Linked DNA regions of Sus scrofa: region 2 is linked to region 1. A link is a contact called in public HiChIP or PLAC-seq data. All regions are on one chromosome and are shown on one strand. The core of a region is the stretch at or near the end of the contact, and the rest is flanking DNA. Distances in the headings are between cores, read along the strand shown.

Region 1 (5,210 bases), core at 1,678-4,177:
GACTTGAAAACATATGCCCACCCCAAAACTTGTAAATAAATGTTCACTATAGATTTATTCACAGTAGTCAAAAACCTGAAACAACCCAAACGTCCATCAATTGATGAATAAGCAAAATATGTTATATACCCATATAATGGAACCGTGTTCAGCCAGAAAAAGGAATGAAATATTGACACTTGGTTACAACATGGATGAAACTTGGAAACATTATGCAGAGCCAGTCACAAAATGCCACATGCTGTATGATTCCATTTATATGAAATATCTGAAAAAGCAAATTCATAGAGACCAAAAACAGTAGTTGCCAGGGGCTGGGGAGAAGAGGACATGGGGAGTGATGGCTAATGGGTACAGGGTTTATTTTTGAGATGACAAAAACATGCTGGAATTAAATATGGATGATGGTTGCACACTTGGTGCGTCTACTAAAAAGGTGAATTTTATGGTATAGGTTATATCCCAATTTTAAAAAGATTTACAAAAATAGAAGAGAGAACTATACAGAAATGGGTTAGAGCAACAGTAAACAAACAAATGAAAAACAAATAGGAAACCAAAGAGTAAGACCAGCACCTGAGTATCCTGTGGGCAGAGACCATGTCCTAGCCGCCTTCTGTCTCCAAAGTCTGGCACATGACACAGACCCAACCAATGTTGGGTGAATGAACGAATGTATGAATGAGTAAACAAATGAATAAGTGAGGGAAAAAAGGGGCATCTGGAGCAGAGAGCTACTACCTACATCAATAATGCTAAGCACAACTATGTGCTACACTATAAGGAAAGTCAACGACTTTCATAAAATAAAAACTAAATGGCTGTGACTTAAGTTTGCCTCTTTCCCCAAAGGAAGGGGAGGCCATGGAGGGGATACTTTCCCTCCAAGAAATGGGCTGGGGGGCATTAGGTCAGGAAAGGAAAAAATCACTTATAGAAATAAGGGGTGCAGTTCAGACTGGCATGAACAAATATCATGTGCTATTTAAAGAAATATGTTGGAGTTCCCGTCGTGGTGCAGTGGTTAACAAATCTGACTAGGAACCATGAGGTTGTGGGTTCGATTCCTGGCCTTGTTCAGTGGGTTAAAGATCCGGCGTTGTCGCAGACACGGCTCGGATCTGGCATTGCTGTGGCTTTGGCGTAGGCCGGCAGCTACAGCTCCTGTTAGATCCCAACCTGGGAACCTCCATATGCCTGGGGAGCGGCCCTAGAAAAGACACACACACACCCCCACAAAAACTAAAGAAACACGTCTATAAGTTTCATACAGTTCACAGGTTGTTTCCTTTTGCCAATCTTGGTACCTTGGGATACAGACACATTGCTTTTCCTACATCGTTACGACAAAATTAATTCAAGATGGAGGAAGGAGTCAAGTGTGAAAAAATCTCCTGAACCTTCTAGAACAAAATACCAATGAATAATTCTCAGGTCTACACACGAAGCAAGAATCTACAATTCAAAGCAAAAGTTTAAGTCCCCAGTGACTTAGTTTGGACTATAAAAATGTGTCAGGCATTAGTATAAAATTAAACTAAACATCAAACTCAGGAAATAAGGTCATGCACTGAGGGAAATAAAGGATGGATATTCCTAATATGTATATAATTCATGATTATTTTGAAAGAATCTGGAGAAGGTTTCTGGTTTTGAAAATTGGGTGCCATTTCTCTAGGAACTAGAGAAAGGGATCAATTTCTGTAGGGAAATGAGTTTGAAGGTATCTGTCCAACCATACGCAGGTCTGGAGTATACATCGGATGGTGAAACCTACAGCTCTGGGGTCCTGAGCTAAAAAGATATAGTAAGGAGACATCTGACACCCCCAAAAAAAGGCATTTCGTCCATTTCACATGGATGAAAGGAATGAAATCCAGCTGATCTCCCCGATCGTTGCTAGAAAACTGTACCACTACATCTTGCTCCTCTGATCTTTTTATTATTATGATTACCATCATTATTATTATCAAAGAAGATTCTGTACGGTCTTGACAACTCAGTAGTTAAAAACATGTTCTCTTTGGAAATGCTATTTTAGAAAATTCAAGTTTCACCCTGAGAACTGATTTTCAAGACAAGTTTTTAAAAGATTTGACTTGGTAATGGTTTCCTATTATTAAAAAAAAAAGAAGTGAGAGGGAGAAGGAAAGAAAGAAAGAAAGGAAGGAAGGAGGGAAGGAAGAGAGGCGAAAGGGAGGCGGAGGAGGAGGAAGAAAGAGAGAGAAAGACCTTGGTCCTTGGTAAAGTCATCCTTAGGTAAACGAAACTTTTCTAAGCTTAGGTTTCTAAGGAAACGTGTTCCTCCCCTCCTACTCTGGTAAGGGTGACACAAAAGATTAACGGCATCACCAGAAACATCAACATCAACATCAGAAATAGGTATCCTTCACTGGATGCATAAAAGACAAGGCTGCAAGAAGCTGATGCCAAGATAAGCCAGTAAAACAATAGTAACTATTCAGATAAGATTTTTTTTTTTTTTGAGAGGGTGGGAGCTTCTTTCCGAATGGACAAAGATTACCAATGAATGAGCCTGCCCCATCCTGAGAGCTCTTCAAAGTAATCCAGGGTTTATACCAGTAATGTAGTCAGAATAGCCTTCCACTTGGGAGTGGTTTGGAACCCAAGGTGAAGAAAGCCTAAAAAATAATGGGAGTTTAAAAAAAAGGGGGGCGGGGTTCCCACTGTAGGTTTACAAAGCAAGATGGCACGAAGCAAAAAGATCTCTTTTAAAGAATCGATCACTTTTACTTCTAAGTGGCCACTATTGTATGCAGTCAAGTGTTTCAGGTGGCTGAGGAAATTATAAAATCATTTTTGGTCCCAGTTCTTATTCTTGAAGTTTCAAAAGCCTGTGAAATCCAGCCACTGGAGAAAGAATGAAAAACGTCTCTAGCTGAACGATCCATTTTCTTAGCAAACACTTTCACTTCCTGAACAAGTCCTTCACTTCTGTAAACTGAGTTCCGCCAGTAAAGAACTCTCTACTTAAGCTGCATCAAATTTATCTAAGTTACGGAATCTCGGAATCTCGTAAGGAAAAGCAACTCCACTTTTCACCTAATTAGAATGAGTGAGAAAACAAATACACGTAACAAAGGGTCATGCTCCGGAGTTCTTTCTGGAGGAAAGTGGCTGGGAATTTGTATTCCATGTTCCCACAGAAACAACATTAAATAACACCTGAGCCCACAAAGGCTTACTGACCTCATCCAGTCTCTGAGGCATAAACACTGCCAGGACCAGGCAAGGTCCCTCATCCCTGGAGCAGGGTGCACTGCCTGGTGCACTGCCTCCAGCAACTGCCTTTTCTTTCTGCTTCTGTCACCTACACATTTCTTTAAAGATCCCTCTTCATTATCTGCCTCCCAGGTGTTCCCCAGCAATCACTCAAGACGCTATTCGGGAAAAGTAGCACCATCTACTCCTGAAGTTGCTCTGGCAAAAGTAATCAGGAGTTTTCTAATCTCTGAGTCCAGCGAGTTCTCTGAAACATTCGACCTTCCTGACTTCCGACAAGCCCTCTTTATGTTGCTTTCAACTAGCTCACTCTGTCTTTTTCTCTCTTTTCCACTCTCTGAACGTCCCCCGTCCACTGTCCTACCTCGTGACCGTTTCTCTTCCTCACTAGTTGATGCCATCTTTAAATGCTGGTGTTTTCTCAACTCCATCTTCTTTTTATTCTACCTCCCTCTTATGGGGAGACTTGCTTATTCTCATAATTTAAAACACCTGGCACAGGAGTTCCCATCGTGGCTCAGCAGAAACGAATCTTAGTCAGATTCCATGAGGATGCAGGTTTGATCCCTGCCCTTGCTCAGTGGGTTAAGGCTCCAGCATTGCTGTGGCTGTGGCGTAGGCCAGCAGCTACAGCTCCGATTCAACCCCCAGCCTGGGAATTTCCATAACTCATGTGTGGCCCTAAAAAGACAAAAAAACAAAAACAAAAACAATCACCCGGCACATAATAAGTGCTTTCACAGTTAGACTTCAAAACCCAATTCAAATATCACCTCTGCAAAGCCTTAGCCAACCTCCTCCACACTTCCTTCTTCCCCAGAAGAATCCTCTGTCAGAGTTCCCATCATGGTTCAGCAGTAACAAACTCAATTAGTATCCATGAGGATGTGGGTTCGATCCCTGGCCTTGCTCAGTAAGTTAAAGATCCAAAATTGCGGTGAGCTGTGATGTAGGTCGCAGACATGGCTCGAGTTGCTGTGGCTGTGGCTGTGGCCTGAAGCTGCAGCTCCGATTTGACTCTTGGCCTAGGAATTTCCATATGTCACAGGTGCAGCCCTAAAAGCCAAAAAAAAAAAAAAAAAAAAAAAAAGGAAGAAGAATCCTCTGTCACTTGTGTTCTCAAAGCATCTTATATACACCTCCAGCATAGCAATCAGCACAACCTGCTCATATTTATGGGCTGGTCTCCTGCACCAGAATATGCACCCCCTCAGTGAAGGGTCCATTTCACTGAAGTCTATTCTCTAAGCATCAGTAAGTGTGGCCACTTCACGGTCAAGCACAGATCTATGGGTCGAGCACAGATACAAAAGGCCTGGGGGATGTCAAGTTCCATATAATGTGCTCTTTGCCACCTAGGAACTTAACTCACACTTAAGTAGAAAAAGCAGATAACAAAATCAATAACTAAACACAAGGAGGGGAAAAGGCAATATCCATTCACCCAATCCATCAAAAGATATCTAGTGCCTATTATGTGCCAAGCACTGTATTAGGTAATAGAGATACAGGATAAACAAGACAGACAAGGAAAAGAGACATAGAATTATGCTTTAACAATCCTTTAAAGTACCTGAAACTGTTCCTTCTAGGTCAGACCTCTCTAACAAAGGATTTCTCATTGTCCTACATCATTAGACCTGACTTTTTTGGTTTTTCCTTCTCAGTCATTTCAATATGATGCAAGCCTTATGGACCAATAGTGTTTTGTTTGTTTTGGTTTTTTTTTTTGTTTTTTTTTGTTTTTTTGTTTTTATTATCCCCTAAAGAATCAAGTAAACAAGTTAAGATGTGTTTAATGGCTTTTAGGAGGTTATTTTAAGAGGAAATAGACTAACATAAACATGCAGTAAAAAATTACACAGGTCTCAGAGAGACACTAAAAGATAGAAAGTTAAATAGTTCCACAATTATTCTTAGCTTAAACGAAAAAGAATGCAAAGCTCCAGTTCATAAATAACTATGCA
Region 2 (5,210 bases), core at 1,510-4,009, 180 kb before region 1:
TGTGCGATTTCTTCACCTTGAATCATGAATAACTTCTTTATGTCACCAGTAAACCCATAAAGAATAGTCACTTCAAAATGAAGTTTGGTGATCCCCATGTAAGCAAGTGAGACACATCATGTAAATGAAGGGCCCTCTGGTTCCATGGGAAGGTCACCCCTTTGGGACGCGGAACCTGCAGCTTCCACCCTTCATGACATGTGCAGATCGTTTGGTGCAGGTGGCAAAGAGGCAAAAAAAAGAGTCCAAGGGGCTTTAAATAGAGTAAATGCTGTTTTTTTTTTTTGTCTTTTTAGGGCCGTACCCAGAGCATATGGAGGTTCCCAGGCTAGGGGTCCAATTGGAGCTGTAGCCACCGGCCTATACCACAGCCACAGCAATGCCAGATCTGAGCCGCATCTGTGACTGCATTACAGCTCATGGCAACACCGGATCCTTAACACACTGAGCGAGGCCAGGGATAGAACACCCGTCCTCATGGATGCTAGTCAGATTTGCTTCCGCTGAGCCACGATGGGAACTCCGGTAAATGCTTGTCATTTAACACAAGCAGGTGCCTCAGCACACGCTGGTGACTTGGAAACACCTTAAAGGGGGACAGTGTGCATGTGTGTGCTACCTACAGATCTGCCACAGCGTGTGCCTTGTTTTCCTGCCCTCATTTGCTTATATCTCTTTAATCTGCGAAAACATTCCAGAAAAGCTGTTCACATTACAATCTGGCGTGGCTGTGAGCTGTGGTGGAGGCGGGCAGCATAGCTCTGATTCGACCCCTAGCCTGGGAACTTTCATATTCTGTGGGTATGGCCCTAATGAATAAAAAAATTTTTTTTAATAAAATTATATGGTAAAATACACATAACATTAAATTGACCTAGTGTACAGTTCAGTGGCCTTAAGTACATTCCCATTGTCCATCACCACCGGCTGTCTCCAGAACTCTTTTCATCTTGCAAAACTGAAACTCTAAACCCACTAAACAATAATCCCCCCTTGCTCTCCCCTCCTCTGGCAACCACCATTCTACTTCCTGTCTATGAATCTGACTGCTGAGATGTCTCAAAAGTGAAATCATACAGTATTTTTGTGTCTGGCTTATTTCACTTAGGGTAATGTGTCAGAACTTCCTTCCTTTTTAAGGGTGGGTCATATTCCATTGTATGTCTAAGCCATGTGTGTTACCTTTTTGGAAATAACTTTATCATAAAACTAAGAGAGGCTTATTTGAAATTTGGGTTCGAAGTTCCTGTTACGGCTCAGTGGTAATGAGCCAGACTCATATCCATGAGGATGTGGGTTTGATCCCTGGCCTCATTCAGTGGGTTAAGGATCCGACATTGCTATGAGCTGTGGTGTAGGTCTCAGATGTGGCTCCGATCCCGAGTGGCTGTGGCTATGGTGTAGGCCGGCAGCTGTAGCTCCGATTCAATCCCTAAGCCAGGGAACTTCCATATGCTGCAGGTGCAGCCCTAAAAAAAGCAATAAATAAATAAATAAATAAATAAAAATAAAATTTTGATTAACTCCACTAATTGCTGGTTGATACAAACCTCTAAGAAAAGAGACTATTTTCCCAATAGGGCTCTGACTCGGGATCTTAGAGAAAGCTGGAGAGACTTTACTGTTCTCTCAGCAAGCGCTGGGGTTCCAAATGCTTACTCCTGCCCTTGATCCATCCCCATCGGATCCCCCAGTTTAGAAGGGAGTGGAGCTGAGGAACTCCTCAGAGTAGCTGCTCCCAAGGAAATGAACCATTGCTTGGTTCCCACTCGTTCTAGGAAATCCTTTCAGAATGCTTTTGTCCTAGTACTTTCACAAAAGATCTGTCTGCTTACTTAACTACTGTGGAGAGTAACATTTAGGAACTAAGAATATTTCTCTCAAGGGTCACGCACGGAAGATGAAAGAGGGATCCTCCATGACCCTGACCCTGACCCTGACAGCCCTTCATTAAATGCTGTCCATTCCCATCCTGGATATTGACTGAGGAAGAGCAGGGGCGTGTGTGTGTGTGTGTGTGTGTGTGTGTGTGTGTGTGTGTGTGTGTGTGTATGAGAGAGAGAGAGAGGGATACAGACAGACAGACAAGACAAACAGACAGACCTGGCCTATGGCCCAGGATTACCACTAACCCACTTTCAATCTGAATTCTGGCCTGTTTGCTTTCCAGCCTCTAGGCTGGAAGCCAAATGTGTGGGCAAGGGCACATTTACTAGATTATTTCGTTCTATTTGCAGATGCCTGGGGTTCCCAAGTTCCAGAGCAAGTGTGCCTTTAGCATTTAATATTAGTGATAGGCTTTGCCAGTTGCTCATTTCCCACAACCCCAGTTGAGTCAGGGGTGTCACCCTACCCGGGATATAGCACAGGACCAAGTGGCTTTCACAGAGTCTCAGAGAGCACCCGTGGCCACTGAAGGATGACCATTTGATTTTAAATCAGGAATCATTTGATGCACCAAATGCAACTGTCCAGATATCTCCTATGTAGGAGCAATAAACACACTAGGAGTGAGTTAATTTGGGGACTTTAAATAAAATTATGCAAAGTGCTTCTTCACTCACACGCAGGCACTGTCTTATTTCGATATCTTATTTCTGTCTCCCGCACCTCGTAAGGGCCTTCTGGGAGGGATTTCAGGCTTTTTTTGGTACAAAGTTCTACAAATAAGTCTCATTCAAGAATATCACATATGGTTTGAATCAGGCTTCTGGAAAACTGGCTTAGTTTGTGCTGCATAGCAACACGATACAAAAGGGAGGAATCCTCAGCAATCTCTCACAAGAGCCTGTGGATTAATTTTCATCCACTGATGCCCTGGGCTCTGAATATACTGTTGGCTAGGAAATAGTAAGTATTTATTAAACAAGCATGTTTAAGAAGTTCTGTATGGAAACCAGAGCAGGGGAACAAAATGATCATTGCCATCTGTATGATTACATTTTTCTCGATGACCACTAGGTGGCATTTCTCATACAGAATTGGAAAGTGCAGGACGAAAGTGTGCTCTGTGGCTAAACTCATCAAAATAGACAGTGACTGGCTACTCTCTATTTCATAAGGACAAAGCACAGCCATGGGGGAACATGCGTGGGTTTTGTTATTTTCCATGGTGTTCAATCTAGGGAGATAACAATACTCCAAATCTGAGGACAGACAAATCTGGGGAGACACAAACATACCAAACAACAAATCTGGTACTTAGAGGTACACGGACAGGCAACCAGCTCACACTTCTTTATGATCCGAAGAGAAAAGAATTCATCAAAATTATCAAAGGAAGGAAAGATAATAGAACTTACAGGTTTATCCTATTTTCCTTATATGTTTATCCTATCTGATTTTTGGACTAATTTTAGCTGGAGTTGGGGGGGGGGGCGGACATGGGCAAAATAGCATACTTACAGCATCTTGAAAACCAAAGAGCACCACCTGGACTTGACTGATGCCGTGGCTGTCAAAGTCCAGCTCCAGCTTCAGCTTCGACAGGGTGGTGGCTATGATCTTTCGGTCGGTGGACCTCACAAATTCTCTGAGGCTTGTGACGAGGGTTGTGATGTGCTCCCACTTTAGTTTAGGTTCTTCTGCCCCCTGTGAATAAAAACCACCAATCTGTCAGTTGATCTGTGCTGGATGCATCAGCCACAGGCCTGCTGTCCCATAGCTCCTGCTGAGAAGAACTAGGCTTCAAAATGCAAGCCCCCCCCAGCCCCCCCTCCCCCCGGCAAGGGGAGAGACCATATTTGAACTATATGGCTCCCCCCCCACCAAATCAGATCAGACCTTAGGAGGAAAGGCACCCGGCCCATACACTGTCCAATAGCCATGACGTAGTCAGATATAAAAAGCTCTGTCCAAACAGGGACAGGCTAAGGCAATAAGAGTCCACTCTCAGAAATTTTAATCAGGTGCTAAAGAGAGATGCAGGCAATAAGCCACAGTGATCTGGTTGAGACAGCAGTGAGTGATGGCTTGAAGTGAGATCTTAATGCCCTGCTCAGGAATTGAATGTGGGCAGCCTGGATGAAAACCAGGAATTCTGGCCACTAGAGCAGCTAGAGGCTAAAAGCAGAACTGGCCTGATTCTTGCCCCTGCTGAGAACAAGAATGTTTCATGGAGGCAAAGACTGTAAAAACAGGTATAGCATTTATTATTAGAGATACAATACAACATGTGGGAGAGCACACAGAGAAGGAGTTTAAGACAGAAACAAAGCAGGGATATACACTCAAAAGAGCTCCCAGGACTTCAACTGCCCTTAAAGGGCGTCCATTCCTTACAGTCAAAAGGGGCTCACTTTGACTCCATCCTGCAACCCATTCTTTACCCACCCATAAGGCAACTAGTTAAAAGAATGAACCAAATGGACTACTTTATACATTAAAAAATTAAATACAATATTTAAACAAATTCCCTCTCTCGATTTTATTTTATTTTATTTTTTTACTTTGAGCAAAAACATTGCTTCCTTAAAGGAAACATAGCAGGATGTTATTTATCTCATTTAACTTTAAGAAACAACGGGATTTTTATCATGCTCGTTTCTAGCTCATATTATTGCACATTTTGTTACTGCATCATTACAATTAAACCCCTCAACTGGGCTGTGGAAATTACAATTTCTAGGAGTCCACTCAAATAGGAGAGGAATGCACCATCAAGTTCTTTCTCTCAGTATATTTTCATTCGGGAGCTCCCTATCATGTTTATGTTTTCATGAGAAAATATATTGAAAAGGTTGAAAGTATCATTAAGGGAATATTTTAAAATCAGACTGGGAACAGTTATAAACTTTGTTTCTTTTCTTACCACGAACTAAATTACCACCAAAATAAAGATTCGCAGGCAATATCATAACAACATGAAAATATGTTCAAGAAGAAAAATGTGAGTTTTTCAGAGATTGGAAGCTTATCTACGTGAAAAATCAGTTACATGTTTGCCAGCAGTTTAAACAGCAAACATTTTTTTTGACATTAGCTTTGTTTTCACAACAGTAAAACATGCTGCTTCTGGATTTTTGATGCCACTGTCCTACCAAGGAACGCTGTGTAGCCTGGGAAATGTTTTCTGTCTAGGGTATTTCATTCGTTCTTCCTTTCTTTGTTTTTTTTTTTTTTTTTTTTTTTTTTTGGTCTTTTTGCCTTTTCTAGGGCTGCTCCCTCGGCATATGGAGGTTCCCAGGCTAGGGGTCGAATCGGAGCTGTAG

What was found. HiChIP or PLAC-seq counts read pairs in DNA pulled down with a chosen protein or histone mark.
Region 2: an H3K27ac HiChIP or PLAC-seq map of alveolar macrophages shows a contact between it and region 1. The contact joins two enhancer-like sites. A contact is called at or near these places in 2 of 5 promoter capture datasets (fetal liver and skeletal muscle), 18 of 47 Hi-C or Micro-C datasets (alveolar macrophages, blood, embryonic fibroblasts and 11 more) and 2 of 2 datasets of contacts at active chromatin or transcription factors (alveolar macrophages and skeletal muscle).

The regions. Positions count from the first base shown.
Region 1 is chr1:27,396,863-27,402,072 of Sscrofa11.1, reverse strand. The region is part of intron 1 of MAP3K5 (mitogen-activated protein kinase kinase kinase 5); the gene reads right to left. Among named protein-coding and RNA genes, the nearest start is that of MAP3K5, 19 kb to the right of the region's middle. Within about 2 kb of position 2,927, at least 10 of the 83 cell types and tissues checked have an H3K27ac peak or open chromatin away from gene starts, as enhancers often do. A contact at or near this core is called in alveolar macrophages, where this site is marked.
Region 2 is chr1:27,572,985-27,578,194 of Sscrofa11.1, reverse strand. MAP3K5 (mitogen-activated protein kinase kinase kinase 5) reads right to left here. Exons shown (of 29, transcript XM_021072507.1): 23 at 3,406-3,591. Among named protein-coding and RNA genes, the nearest start is that of MAP7, 30 kb to the left of the region's middle. Within about 2 kb of position 2,759, at least 10 of the 83 cell types and tissues checked have an H3K27ac peak or open chromatin away from gene starts, as enhancers often do. A contact at or near this core is called in alveolar macrophages, where this site is marked.